Regions from separate parts of the Sus scrofa genome. Here all the other regions are linked to region 2. Evidence: chromatin contacts called from public Hi-C and HiChIP or PLAC-seq data. All regions are on one chromosome and are shown on one strand. The core of a region is the stretch at or near the end of the contact, and the rest is flanking DNA. Distances in the headings are between cores, read along the strand shown. Region 1 holds the start of CCDC142 (coiled-coil domain-containing protein 142). Region 2 holds the start of SEMA4F (semaphorin-4F). Region 3 holds the start of PCGF1 (polycomb group RING finger protein 1).

Region 1 (4,434 bases), core at 158-2,657, 160 kb after region 2:
TATGCCATGGAGCAGCCAAAAAAAAGAAAAAAAAAAAAAAAAAAGAGAAAAAGAAAAGAAAAGAAAAACCTCTCAATTCCTCTCAGGGCTTCCTATCCTCTTGCTTGGTTTTGCTTGGCATTTCTCATATCAGTATACTGTGGTGTTTATTTGTTGACCAGTTACCCTCACTAGACACTTCTAATTCTCTGAATAGAAGGATTTTTGTCTGTTTGGCTTACTGTTTTCCTCCCAGTGCCTAAAACAGCTTTCAGCACATAGCTGATGCTCAACACGTGTATGTATGCTGAATGAGCAAAGGCAAAGATATGGGTGAGGAAGCTGTTGTATCAGAGATGCAGCCAGGAGCTGTGCTTGAAGAACATGTGTACCTGTGTGATCTAGTGAGTTTGGACTTTGCCCTGTTAGTGAGAGAAGTGGATCTGATCTAAGGAGTAAAATGCTCCAATGAAACAGTACCGGGGAAAGAGATGAGTCTAGGCATGAAATATTTAGTTAGCAGGCCGTTTAGAACTGTTCAGGCCAGAAAAAGTGAGTTACTGAACTGAGGCAGTAGCAGCAGAAGGAGAAATGAACATAATGGGTTTGATTCAATAGATTTCAGAAGTAGATTTTAGTGACTGACTTCACTGGTAAGGTAATGGAAGAATGATTTTCAGATTTCAGGATTAAGCAACTGGATGGAAGTTTGTGTTATTAACCAAGATTAAGATGAGAGGGAAAGCAACTAATGTGCAAAGATGATGAATTACCTTCTGGGCTTGCTGAGTTTGGTTTCAGAAACAACCAGGAAGCAGAAGGAAGTATAGCTTCTCAGCGCTCCCAAATCTGATCCTGTCCCTCCCTCAAGAATCCAGCCCCTGCTTGAGGACATCCAAACCAGAGTACCAGACAAGCCAAATGCTGCCTTCTTTCTCACCTCATCTCTTAGGGTTCCAACCAAAGCCATAACTAAAGTCAAACTTCAGTGAAGTTCTCTTACCTTTTCCTTGCCTTAGTCTCTTTGCTCACACTGCCCCCTCTGTTCTTAATATCTTTCCCCAAGTAATTACTACCCACTCCCACTCAACTTACAGACCCTCTTCTGCCCGACCCTGCCCATTTTAAGCATTTATCAACGCTGAGTCGCCCCTGGTTCCCCGCCCCTCCTCTTGCATACTGCTGCTTGACCTTGTTCCCACCGTTACGCCTCTCCAAAGTCCCGGGGCTAGTAGCCCTTCGGGGCGCCGGGGTGGGGCTCAGCTCGGAAGGTAGAATAGAGGCGTGATCGTGATGATTAGGGCTGGGTGGTGGTGGTGGCGGCGGTGGGGAGCTAGGAATCCTTTTTACCTCGTCGCCGTAGTCTTCAGGACCGAATTCTTTGCAGAGTTTGGGGACATCAGCGACCCCTAGCGGACAGCCAGGCCGCAGAGGACAGTCTATAGGAAAGGAAGGCGGCGGCGCGTTAGGGGGCCTCCGGGTAGGTGGGCCCAAGCCCTTTGCCTACCGCGTGAAGCACAAAATCGTAACTGAAAATAGATCCAACTAGGGCTGCCCCAGCCCTCCTGGACCCCCTCTCATCTGGTCTCACCCGCTTACCTAGCTTGGTCAGCCCCACAGTCTTCGGAATCGGCGCCATCGCCCGTCAACAGTGACCCGAAAGTGAAAGATAGTCTGGTATTTGACACCCTCCGAAGGGCGGAGTAGGACGGGGTGGGCGGCCATCTTTGTTGGGGGCAGAAGCCTCCGATTACGGAGCGCGAGAGAGTCCATTACGGTCCCGGCGGCTGCCGGGCCAGGGATGACGGCTCTGGGGACCGGGCGGAGCCGCGGCTGCCGCGGGCGTTGGGTAATGAGGGAAGGTGGGAATCGTTCGGTTCGTTCCGGACACGGCGTCTCATGGCCCAGGCGTCTCGAGCTGGTGGCCTTCTGCCTCCGCTAGCTAACGTGCCACCGTTGGGGGCGCAGTCTCGGGGCGTTGGGGAGGAGCAGTGGCAGAAAAAGCGGGCGGGAGTTCTCCGCGGGGACGTTTGTGGCTGGCCCGAGTTGCCCGTTGCCGGGAGCATCCCCTGCCTAGACCCACGACCCACCGTAGCTCCGGGAGGGCAGCCGTGGTGGGCAGCGCCAACGCGGGAGGACGCAGGAGAGCACAGCGATGCTGGCGCCGCGGACTGGGGGCAGGAGCTGGCAGCTGGCGTCCCGATCCCTCCTGCGCTGCAGCGTCGCCGGGCGGTGTTGCTGCGGCTGCACCGCGAGCGGGAACAGCTCCTCCAAGCCCGGGACTGCGCCCGCCACCTACAGGCTGCCGTGCGCCTCCTGAGGATCCTGAGTCCCGGCGCTCCATCCCCTGGCCCCGGTCGCTTGCCTCAGCTGTGCCGGGACGTGTTGCCGCACCCTTCTGGAGGGGCTGTCCTGAGAAGCAGCCTTCGGGAGACCCCCGCGTCGCAACTCCTGGCGCGCCTCGTCGGACTAGCAGCCCAGCGCCTGGATGCTACCATCGAGATGCAGCTTCGGGCTCTGGGCCGGGCGCCTGCCAGCCGAGGCTTATCGTCCCAACTCGCCGACCTGCTGCTGGCACTTCCCGCCTACCACCACCTGCAGGGAAAAGCCTTGAGCCACGTTCCCGGGGCAGCGCGCCCTTTCCCCCCCGCCCGTGTGCTCCGCCTCCTGACGGGGGAACGGGGTTGCCAGGTGGCAGGATGGCTAGATGAGGCGCTCAAGGGATCTGGCTTGGAGGACCAGCTCCGGAGGCGGTGCCATGAGGAGCGGGAGCTGCTGCCAGGTCTACTGGGCCTGATGGGGGGCGTGGCAGGCTCAGCCAGCAGTGGACTGGGGCTTGGAGGGGCTGGAGCCCTGTGGAGCCAGTACTGGACTTTTCTGTGGGCAGCCTGTGCTCAGAGTCTGGACCTATGTCTAGGACCCTGGAGGGACCCCAGGGCAGTGGCACAACAGCTGAGGCAGGCACTCGGTCGGGGTGAGTGATGGGTCCGGGTGGGCGTTTGGGAAGGCTGGGGTCTCTTTCTTCTTTATTCACTTCACTCACCTGACGCCTAACAACCAAAACAAGCCCATTAGAATGAACATCCCCCACTCCATCTCTCCTCCCCCTGGTGTGTGTGGGGGGTGTTCAGGCCATTGCTTCTGGGGTTTCAAAGCAGTCTTGCTTTCCATGGCAACTTCCAGTCTTGGGAGAAGCCTCCTCTCTTCCCCCATCATTGAGTGGGCAGTGATTGTGGAAAAGAGAGGCCTTGTTTTCAGGCTCCAGAGTCATATCTCTCACCAGCATCACTGCCTCAGGAGTGTGAGAAGGAGCTGGATTCTTTGTGTGGCAACCTAATTCATCAGTCTCTTATCTGGAGCTGGGATCAAGGTGAGAAGGAAGGAGTTGTGGCAGTGACACAAGCCCCAGATCGTCCGTTCCTTGTCAAACCGTACCCCTTCATCTTCAGGCTTCTGCCAGGCCTTGGGATCTGCTAGTGGAAATCAGAGCAGCCTTCCTTCATCCTCTCATACCACTGAACTTTTGCAAAAGCTCTTCCCTCCTCTCTTGGATGCCCTTCGAGAACCCAGATCTGGGCTGCCTCTCTACCAGCCTCCAGGTGAGACAAGGTGCTGGGGATGGGAGGGTAGGAGCAGTGGAGGCTATCCTCCGGTTCCTCCATTCTCTTCTGTAGCTTGCCTCCTCCCAGAGGTGTTCCATGGTCCTTCAGATACTCTGTCCCTCCCCTCCCCAGGTCCTGCACCCCTTGCCCTGGGGCTCTGTACCCTGCAGACCACTGTGCTCTGGTTTTGGGGCAGAGCTCAGCAGTATCTGGCAGCATGGACTCCAGGTTCCTTCCTGCTCCTGATCCAGAAGGACTTACCAGTGAGTAGCTAGGGAACGGGGAGGGGAGCATCCTGGGCTGGGCTCAGATCTCACTCCGTTTCTGCCAAAGCCTCTATTGCATGAGGCAGAAGCTTTGTCTAGCCTGGCCTCAGAGGAAAGCTTGGCCCTGGAGGTGGAGCAGCAGCTGGGCCTGGAGATCCAGAAGCTGACTGCACAGATCCAGGTGAGGAGAGCAGGGGACCTGACAGTGGCCAGCTTTTTGGGGTTGGTGGGGTGGTTGTTGTGGTGGTGATGGAACATCTCAGTGCCTTGGAATCTCTGCTAAATTTATATTTTCTTGCTCTTCACTTTTTGTTCTCTCTTCATTATGGACAATTTCAAACATACACAAAGGTAGAGAGAAGAGTGTAATGGGCTGTCATATTCCTACCACTGAGGCTTTAATAATTATCGACTCATGGTCAATTTTATTTCATTTATATATCCCACCCCTAACCCACATGTCAGACTCTCATTTAGGTTTTTTGGTTTTTTGGTTTTTTTTTTTTTTTTTTTTTTTTTTTTTAGGGCCGCACCCATGGCATCTGGAGGTTCCCCGGCTAGGGGTCAAATCAGAGCTGCAGCTGCTG
Region 2 (4,105 bases), core at 866-3,365:
CCAGAGGTATGATCGTGATTAAATTACTTGCCCTCTCCGAGCACCACTTTTCTCATCTGTAAACACCGCCATCCAGGCTTGTTGAGAAGTAAATGTGATAACACATGTGGAAGCATCTGACACATACTACATAGTTCACAAATGGTGCCTTTCTTCCTTCCTTAAGTATGTGCTCCGTTTGGGCCAAATCTAAACCCATATCAGCATTCAAAATTGACCTATTTAATAATAACAAATCAGTTAAGATGAATTTACCATCTTAGTGCCACCTCTGGCTCTGGGGACCTGAATTACTACAGCTCTGCTCTATCTGCTTCATCTGCTAGGCTACCCTCAAGGCTGGCAGGATGGCCATGCACCCTTAGATGTGCTGGTGTATACAGCCCAACCCACCTCACCCTCTCACACCCATACTCATGTCTGTGCTGTATTCCACCTAACCATCCCATGCTTACATAGGCCCTGGATCACCCACTGCCTTTCATATCCCCAACTCTGCCTCATCTTGTCATATGGACCTCTCTGGAATCCCAGATCATCAACCCAGCCTGACAACCTCAACTCCATGTTGTGGCTATTGCTCCAGCACAAACTGAAACCCAGGTTCTGACCACAACCTTGTCTTCTGGATTCATACTATCCCTCTGTGTCACTGGTCCAAAGGGACACAAATAATTTAGAAGACTCTGAATTACTATTATCCAGTTGTGAGTTTTTCCCAACAGGTCATACTCTTGGCTTCACTGGCTCTGTCTGCCCAAGGTGCTAACACTCAGTGCCCACTGAGAAAAACACAAGGCCCGTGGCCACACTCATCCCCACCTCAGCAAGAACCTTTAAAGTGTGAACCACTCCAATGACCACTTTTAACCTGCGGTATCCCCTGGCTTCTTTGACAACTTTTGAAAGGATATCTCCCTCCTTTTTTATTTCTGAAGACTTAAAAATAAACAGGATTTTTTTCTTTTCTTTTTTTTTTTTTTTTTTTTTGGCCACACTTGCGGCATATGGAAGTTCCCAGGCTAGGGTGGACCGAATTGGAGCTGGGGCCAGAGCAACGCAGGATAGGAGCCCCATCTGCGTCCTACACCACGGCTCACTGCAACGCAGGATCCTTAATACACTGAAGGGATCGAACCCGCGTCCTCGCGGATTCTAGTTGGGTTTGCTACTAGTCCAGTTACCACTGGTCCACAAGGGGAACTCCTAAACATAATTTTAAATCAACTCATTGAATCATTTCTCAGCACCCAATGTAGGGAACAGGTAGAGGGAGCTGGGAACGTTGAGGAAGTTAGAGGTTGTGGTCAATAGGTGAATAGGAGTTGGTGTCAAAGATGAGAGGACTGGGAAATGGGTTATGGAGATTAGAGCTGTGAGCTGGGCAAAAGGATCGGAGGAGGTTAGAACTGATGATAAGGGATTGAATTTGAGAAGAGGGCAGAAGAAAATGCTAAGCTGGTAGAAAGAAGGATGGGTGTTTGGGGTAGAGTGAATGATTGATGGATTTGATAGGCATCAGGCCTGAGAGGGAAGACTGGATTAAGTGGGAGGAAACTTCTAAATAGACTGTCTCTGGCAACCCCCACCCCCTTCCTGGGCCTCAGTGCCCACGTCTGCAGGGGCGGTAGAGCCGCCTTGGGCGTGTCGTGGGAGCCGAATCGCCCAGCCTGGTGGTGCAGCACCACGTGGGCGTCCCGCCTGCATCCGGCGGGGCGTGGGCGGCGCGGTGGGGGGGAGGGCAGGTGGGTTCGGGTACCTGCAGGCGGGGTCTGGTCGCTGCGCGAAGGGCTAAGGGCGAGGGCGTCGGCGCCTTACCGGAGATAGGAAGTGAGGTCCTCGGCACCGAATGGGGGACGCGGCCGGACACCGGGCTGTTCAGCACCGCCATCAGCAGCAGCAAAGGGAAGGGCAAGACCCTCGGCAGTCCGAGGCCCGGGCGGGGCCGCGCGACAGAAGCCAACATCTTTGTCACCGCCCAGCCGCCGAGGTGTGACGCGCCCCACAACCTCCTCTCAGATCCCTAGGGCCACCAGCCTCGGCCCAGCTCGGCTCTCCTCGGTGGGATTCGGCCTCCGGCTGCCCGACAGAACGCAGCCCGGCTCCGCCCCTTCAATAATGGACCAATGATCGGGCTGATTTTCTCCTCCAGCCTTGGGCGTTGTGTGGAGGCGGGGCTAAGGAGAGACGAAGCCCAACCCACCCACGTAAGGTGGGAGCTAGACCCAGGGGTAGGTGGGAGTTTACCGCAAAACTGGAAAAGGCTTGTCACCCCAGGACCCAGAGTGGCAAATTTGCAAAGGCCGCTCCAAAAATTCCAGTTTCCATGTTTTGGCTATTGTAAGCAGTGCTGCTGTGAACATTGGGGTGAACTGTCTTTTTGAATTAGTTTCCATCTTTTGTGGATATAAGCCGAGGCGTGGGATTGATGGATAACGTGGTAACTCCAGATTTTTTTTTTGTGGGTTTTCCGTTGTTGTTGTTGTTGGAGGGGCGTCCTTTTTGCTTTTTTTTTTTTTTTTTTTTTTTTTTTTTTTTGGTTTTCAGGGCCTCACCTGCAGCATATGGAAGTTCCCAGGCTAGGAATGAATTGGAGCTGCAGCTGCCAGCCTACACATCACAGCAACGCCAGATCCAAGCCAAGGCTGCAACTCATGCTGCACCTTGTGACAGCACCTGATCCTTAACCCACTGAGGGAGGCCAGGGTTCCAACCGCATCTTCATGGATACTAGTCAGGTTCCTAACCCATCGAGCCACACAGGGAACTCCCAGTCGAGTTTTTTTTAAATGACACCCACACTATTCTCCACAGTGGCTACACCAATTTATATTCCCACCAACAATGTAGGAGGGTTCCCTTTTCTCTACACCCTCTCCATCATTTATTATTTGTAGATTATTTTGGTAATGGCCGTCACCACTGGTGTGAGGTGATACCTCATTGTAGTTTTGATTTGCATTTCTCTAATAATTAACGATATTGAGCATCTTTTCGTGTGCCTGTTGGACACCTGTATGCCTTCTTTGGAGAAATGTGTATTTAGGTCTTCTGCCCCTTTTTAAATTAATTTTTACTTTTATTGAAGTATAGTTGATTTACAATGTTGTGTTAGTTTTGGCTGTACAGCAAAGTGATTCTGTTATACATATACATATATCCATTCTTTTTCGGATTCTTTTCCCATATAAGTTATTATGCTATGTTAATAGAGTTCCTTTTGCTATACAGTAGATCCTTGTGGATTCATCTATTTTATACATAGTAGTGTGTATATATTAATCCCAAACTCCTAATTTATCCCTCCCCCTCCACCTTTCCCCTTTGGTAACAATAAATTTGTTTTCAAAGTCTGTTTCTGTTTTGTAAATAAGTTCATTTGTATCATTTTTTTAGGTTCCACATATAAGTGATATTATATGATATTTGTCTTTGTCTGACTGGTGATAATAGGTAATCTCTAGGTTCATGTATGCTGCTGCAAATGGCATTATTTTATTCTTTTTTATGGCTGGGTTATATTCCACTGTGTATATGTAGTACATCCTCTTTACCCATTCCTCTGTCGATAGATATTTAGGTTGCTTCCATGTCTTGGCTGTTGTAATTTGTGCTGCAGTGAACATTAAGGTGCATGTATCTTTTCAAATGATGGTTTTCTCTGGATATGTGCCCAGGAGTGGGATCACTGGATCATATGGTTACTCTATTTTTAGTTTTTTAAGGAAACTTCTCACAGTTCTCCACAGTGGTTGTACCAATTTACATTCCCACCAACAGTGTAGGAAGGTTCCTTTTTGTTCACACCCTCTCCAGCATTTATTATTTGTAGAGTTTTTGATGATGGTCATTCTGACTTGTGTGAGGTAATACCTAATTTGTAGTTTTGATGTGCATTTCTCTAATAGGTAGCGATGCTGAGAATCTTTTCATGTGCTTTGTGGCTATTCGTATGTCTTCTGTGGAGAAATGTCTATTTAGACCTTGTGCCCATTTTTGGATTGGGGTTTTTTTATATTGAGCTGTATGATTATATATTTTGGAATGTAATCATTCATCAGTCACATCATTTGCAAATAGTTTCTCCCATTCCATAGGTTGTCTT
Region 3 (4,120 bases), core at 848-3,347, 140 kb after region 2:
AAGAACAAAAATCCCTGCCATTGAGCATTTATGTTCTGGTGAGGGAGGCAAGTGGAAAAGAAGAAAGCATGTACAATATATGTAATAATAATAATGCAGAGTTCCCTAGTGGCTCAGCAGGTTAAGAATTCAAAATTGTCACTGTTGTGGCTCAGGTTCAATCCCTGGCCTGGGAACTTCCACAAACCGTGGACATGGCCAAAGTAAGAAGAAGAAGAAGAAAGTAAAGAAGGGGAAGAAGAAATATAGGAGTAGGGTATTGTGATTTATCTAGGTTGATCACAGACGGCCTCATGCAGTAAAGACCGAAGGAAGAAAAGGGCCATTTGGATACCTAAACATTTCAAGTTGGGGATACAGTGGTAGTATATCCTGGTATATCTATGCAACAGGGAGGGGTCCACTGTGGTTGGAAAGACTGACCGTGAGAGACCATGAAAGGCCATGAAGACCACTGCAAGGACCTGGGTTTGTATTCTAATTGAAAGAGGAAGCTCTGGAAGGTTTGGAACAAAGTAAGACACCTGATTTTTAAATTTTAAACAACTTCCTTAAGGCAAAATTGATATACAATAAACCGTACGTATTTAAAGTGTACAATTTGATAAGCTGACATATGTGTACACCCATGAAACCACTAACACAATAAACATCCATCAACTAAAAAAAAAAAAAAAAAACTTTCCATGTATCCTTTTTTATTTATGTTTTACCAGAATCACTGTGAGCTACTATGTTAAGAATAGGCTAAAGAGGGGTAAAGGTAGTAGCAAGGAAAGCAGGCAATAAGCCTCTGCTGTCATCCAGAGAAGAGACTACCTATTGACAGTATCTCGACCAGGGAGGTAAGCAGTGGCTGTAGTGAGAAGTAGTTGATTTAAAAAAAAAAAAATCACTAATCTCATACCTTCTTGCCACTATTCACTCTAATTCACTCTGAAGATAAATGAACAATTATGTTTCTTTCATAGGATTAACTCCTTCCCTTCAAAAAAAAAAAAAAAAAAAACTCTTAGCTCCCTATTGTCCTCAGGCTAGAGTCCCAACTCAATAAGAAGACTATCACTACTCTCAAATCTATGCCTTGGTCTCCTTTCTGTCCCTCTCCGTTCATTTTCCTCCCCTTTGCTTTTCTTTTCTATTTCTAGCACTTCTTGCCCCACTCCCATCACACCCCCGGTCTCTAAACTATGCCCATACAAAGATCCACTTCTTCCAGAAAGCCCGTAGGAGGTCTCCACTGGGATCTCTCCCTTCTTGAGTCTCCAATTGCACTTGATGTTAATACGCCACAGTGCTCTTATTCTGTTCGTTTGTTTTTAATCCCTACATTTTAAAAAGTACCTAGGGACGTTGGTGTACCAAGTGTAGTGGCCCTGCGTCCTTTCCAAGCACGGGACTGGGCCTATGCTACCGCAGGACTCGCTGCCTCAGCGTGTCTGTGCGCGGTAGTGTCCTAGCCGACCTCCCCTCCTCCTTGGGCATCTGCTCTGCATTAGTCTGTCCCAGGCCTCCGCAGGCGCCGATGATTGAATCATCATCATTAACCAGGGCCTGCCCCCCCCATCCTCGGCGGCAGGGGGGAGAATGGGGGCGGGGGTAAGATCACTACCAAGTCTCTGGGGGTCCCTCCCTCCCTGCCACCCTCTCGGAGATTCCGCTAAGCCCCAGGAAACTCCCAGCTGTGGAGCCGGGAGAGGCCCGCCATCGGGATGAAGCTCCATAAAGCGGACGCGTCAAGCCAAGGAGGGCGACACTTCAAGCTCCCGAGGGGCTTCTTTAGCGGGGACTTCGTCACAAGAGATTGATGACCCTGAGCGGTGGCGGGCAGAGACCGCCGGGCCTTTTGGGGTAGAAGGCGGCAGTTTTTTGCAGGCTCCAAAAGTTAGTCCCGAAGTCGTGTAGGGTCTATTATGATGATTTCTATATGAGGTCAATGAGATAGGACCCCGGCCCACGCCCCCCCTCCCCAAGTACGGATTGAGGAGGGGGAGGGGCCAGTGGGGCTCAGGTGAGCACACGGGGAGAGAGGGGTATGGGCGGGGCCTTACAGAGGGTCAGCGAATCCGAAAAGACCTAAGCTGTCGTTGCGAGGCGACAAGTCCCGCCCCGCAGGCGGCACCGGAAGTGGCAGGCCGGGATCAGCCTTTAAGATGGCGTCTCCTCAGGGGGGCCAGATTGCGATCGCGATGAGGCTTCGGAACCAGCTCCAGTCAGTGTACAAGATGGACCCGCTACGGAACGAGGTGCAGGGGCGGCAGGGTTACCACTGTAGTCGGTTAGCTGTGGGAACCGGGGCCGGCTAGAGGACGGGCGGTGGCTGGCTGGGCGCCCAGTGCGCCTGCGCAGAGACAGGGTGCCCAATGCGCCTGCGCGGTTGCGGTCCGGTTGCCAAACTCCGGTCTAGGACGCCTGCGCATTGTGCAGCCTACGTCTCGTAGTCTCCCTTGGGAAAGGAAGATCGGGCGAGTTGGCTTGAACAGAGCCCCTGCTGTGCGCGGAGCCCTCTGCTGGGCGGAGGGAGAGTGTCAGCCTTGGGGAGCTAATCTGACCGCGCAGGGTGCAGGATTGGAGTGGAGTCTGATGAGAGGCGACTTCCAAGTTGTGAAGGCACATGGGATGGGGTTAGGGGAATGATCGTTGACAGAGGGTGTGTCTGCAGGAGGAGGTTCGAGTAAAGATCAAAGACTTGAATGAACACATCGTCTGCTGCTTGTGCGCAGGATACTTCGTGGATGCCACTACCATCACTGAGTGTCTTCATACGTGTGAGTGCCCTGGACCCTGGCTGGTTCTTCCAGGCCCTACTCCCCACCAAGCTAGCTGCCAGCTGCTTGCCCCAACCACCCAGGAACCCCGCCCAGCCCATGAACCCTATTTACGGAGGGCCTGAGAATCTGCTTTTCTCTTGCAGTCTGCAAGAGTTGTATTGTGAAGTACCTCCAAACCAGCAAGTACTGCCCCATGTGCAACATCAAGATCCATGAGACACAGCCACTGCTCAACCTCAAACTGGACCGGGTCATGCAGGACATCGTGTACAAGCTAGTGCCAGGCTTGCAAGACAGTGAGTAACCAACCTGACTTTGAGAGGCCTCTAGAGGACTGATGCTGGGTGGCAGCTTGAGGTGATAAGGGCTTTGGTAGGTAGAGAGGTTGACAGCTAGAAGGACAAAGAGAGGGAGGGTTTATTTATTTATTTATTTATTTATTGTCTTTTCTAGAGCTGCACCTGTGGCATATGGAGGTTCCCAGGCTAGGGGTCGAATCAGAGCTGTAGCTGCTGGCCTACACCACAGCCACAGCAACGTGGGATCCGAGCCACATCTGCGACCTACACCACAGCTCAGAGCAACTCTGGATCCTTAACCCACTGAGCAAGGCCAGGGATCGAACCCGCAACCTCATGGTTCCTAATAGGATTCATTAACCACTGCACCACGAAGGGAACTCCAAGGGAGGGTTTATTCTTTACTTCCCATATTCCACTCCCTTCTAGGTGAAGAGAAACGGATCCGAGAATTCTACCAGTCCCGAGGCTTGGACAGGATCACTCAGCCCAGTGGGGAAGGTATGTCCCTTGGTAGCAGGAGGATAAGGTAAAGCCCCCATAGCATTTCTCCTGCTCAGTTTTTCTCCCTGGGGAAAAAGTAGTATGGAACATGTGCCACCCTCCTTATTACTCTTTCTCAGAGCCAGCCCTGAGCAACCTCGGCCTCCCCTTCAGCAGTTTCGACCACTCAAAAGCCCACTACTATCGCTATGATGAGCAGCTAAGCCTATGCCTGGAGCGGCTGAGGTGAGGCTATCTGAAGTGACAGTGACAGTGAGCCGGAGCCAGGGAGGGGCTCAGGGAGAGGGCGAGCCGTGAGGGAGTGTCTGTTCCTTTGAAGAGAGTGTATCGTGGCTCTGGATGGGGGCCACGGGGAAAGGATAAGGTTCCCTAACCTGTGTCTGTTTCCCCCCAGTTCTGGCAAAGACAAGAATAAAAGCGTCCTGCAGGTGAGAGTGGCCGAGGGGAGGGCCTCTTTAAGGAGACTCACCTCCCCATGGCCCCTCCCTCACATACCTTGTCTTCTTCTCCCCACCCCATCCCCAGAACAAATATGTGCGATGTTCT

What was found. A called contact is a pair of places that touch in the nucleus more often than the background predicts. HiChIP or PLAC-seq counts read pairs in DNA pulled down with a chosen protein or histone mark.
Region 1: a Hi-C map of heart right ventricle shows a contact between it and region 2, with 3 times the contacts expected there. The contact joins the promoter of CCDC142 here to the promoter of SEMA4F in region 2. A contact is called at or near these places in 2 of 47 Hi-C or Micro-C datasets (epiblast stem cells and heart right ventricle).
Region 3: a contact with region 2 is called in an H3K27ac HiChIP or PLAC-seq map of alveolar macrophages. The contact joins the promoter of PCGF1 here to the promoter of SEMA4F in region 2. A contact is called at or near these places in 3 of 47 Hi-C or Micro-C datasets (blood, epiblast stem cells and skeletal muscle) and 1 of 2 datasets of contacts at active chromatin or transcription factors (alveolar macrophages).

What each region holds. Positions count from the first base shown.
Region 1 is chr3:68,562,066-68,566,499 of Sscrofa11.1, forward strand. It overlaps CCDC142 (coiled-coil domain-containing protein 142), which reads left to right and starts at 1,408. Exons shown (of 11, transcript XM_021087333.1): 1 at 1,408-2,953; 2 at 3,263-3,349; 3 at 3,429-3,578; 4 at 3,714-3,844; 5 at 3,915-4,028. The coding sequence starts at 1,879. TTC31 (tetratricopeptide repeat protein 31) reads right to left here. Exons shown (of 13, transcript XM_021087337.1): 3 at 1,579-2,574. The coding sequence starts at 1,618.
Region 2 is chr3:68,402,547-68,406,651 of Sscrofa11.1, forward strand. It overlaps SEMA4F (semaphorin-4F), which reads right to left and starts at 2,116. Exons shown (of 14, transcript XR_002342556.1): 1 at 1,819-2,116. It also overlaps the pseudogene LOC100517819.
Region 3 is chr3:68,538,577-68,542,696 of Sscrofa11.1, forward strand. It overlaps PCGF1 (polycomb group RING finger protein 1), which reads left to right and starts at 2,098. Exons shown (of 9, transcript XM_005674546.3): 1 at 2,098-2,246; 2 at 2,663-2,768; 3 at 2,915-3,067; 4 at 3,500-3,571; 5 at 3,694-3,799; 6 at 3,969-4,002; 7 at 4,100-4,120. The coding sequence starts at 2,154.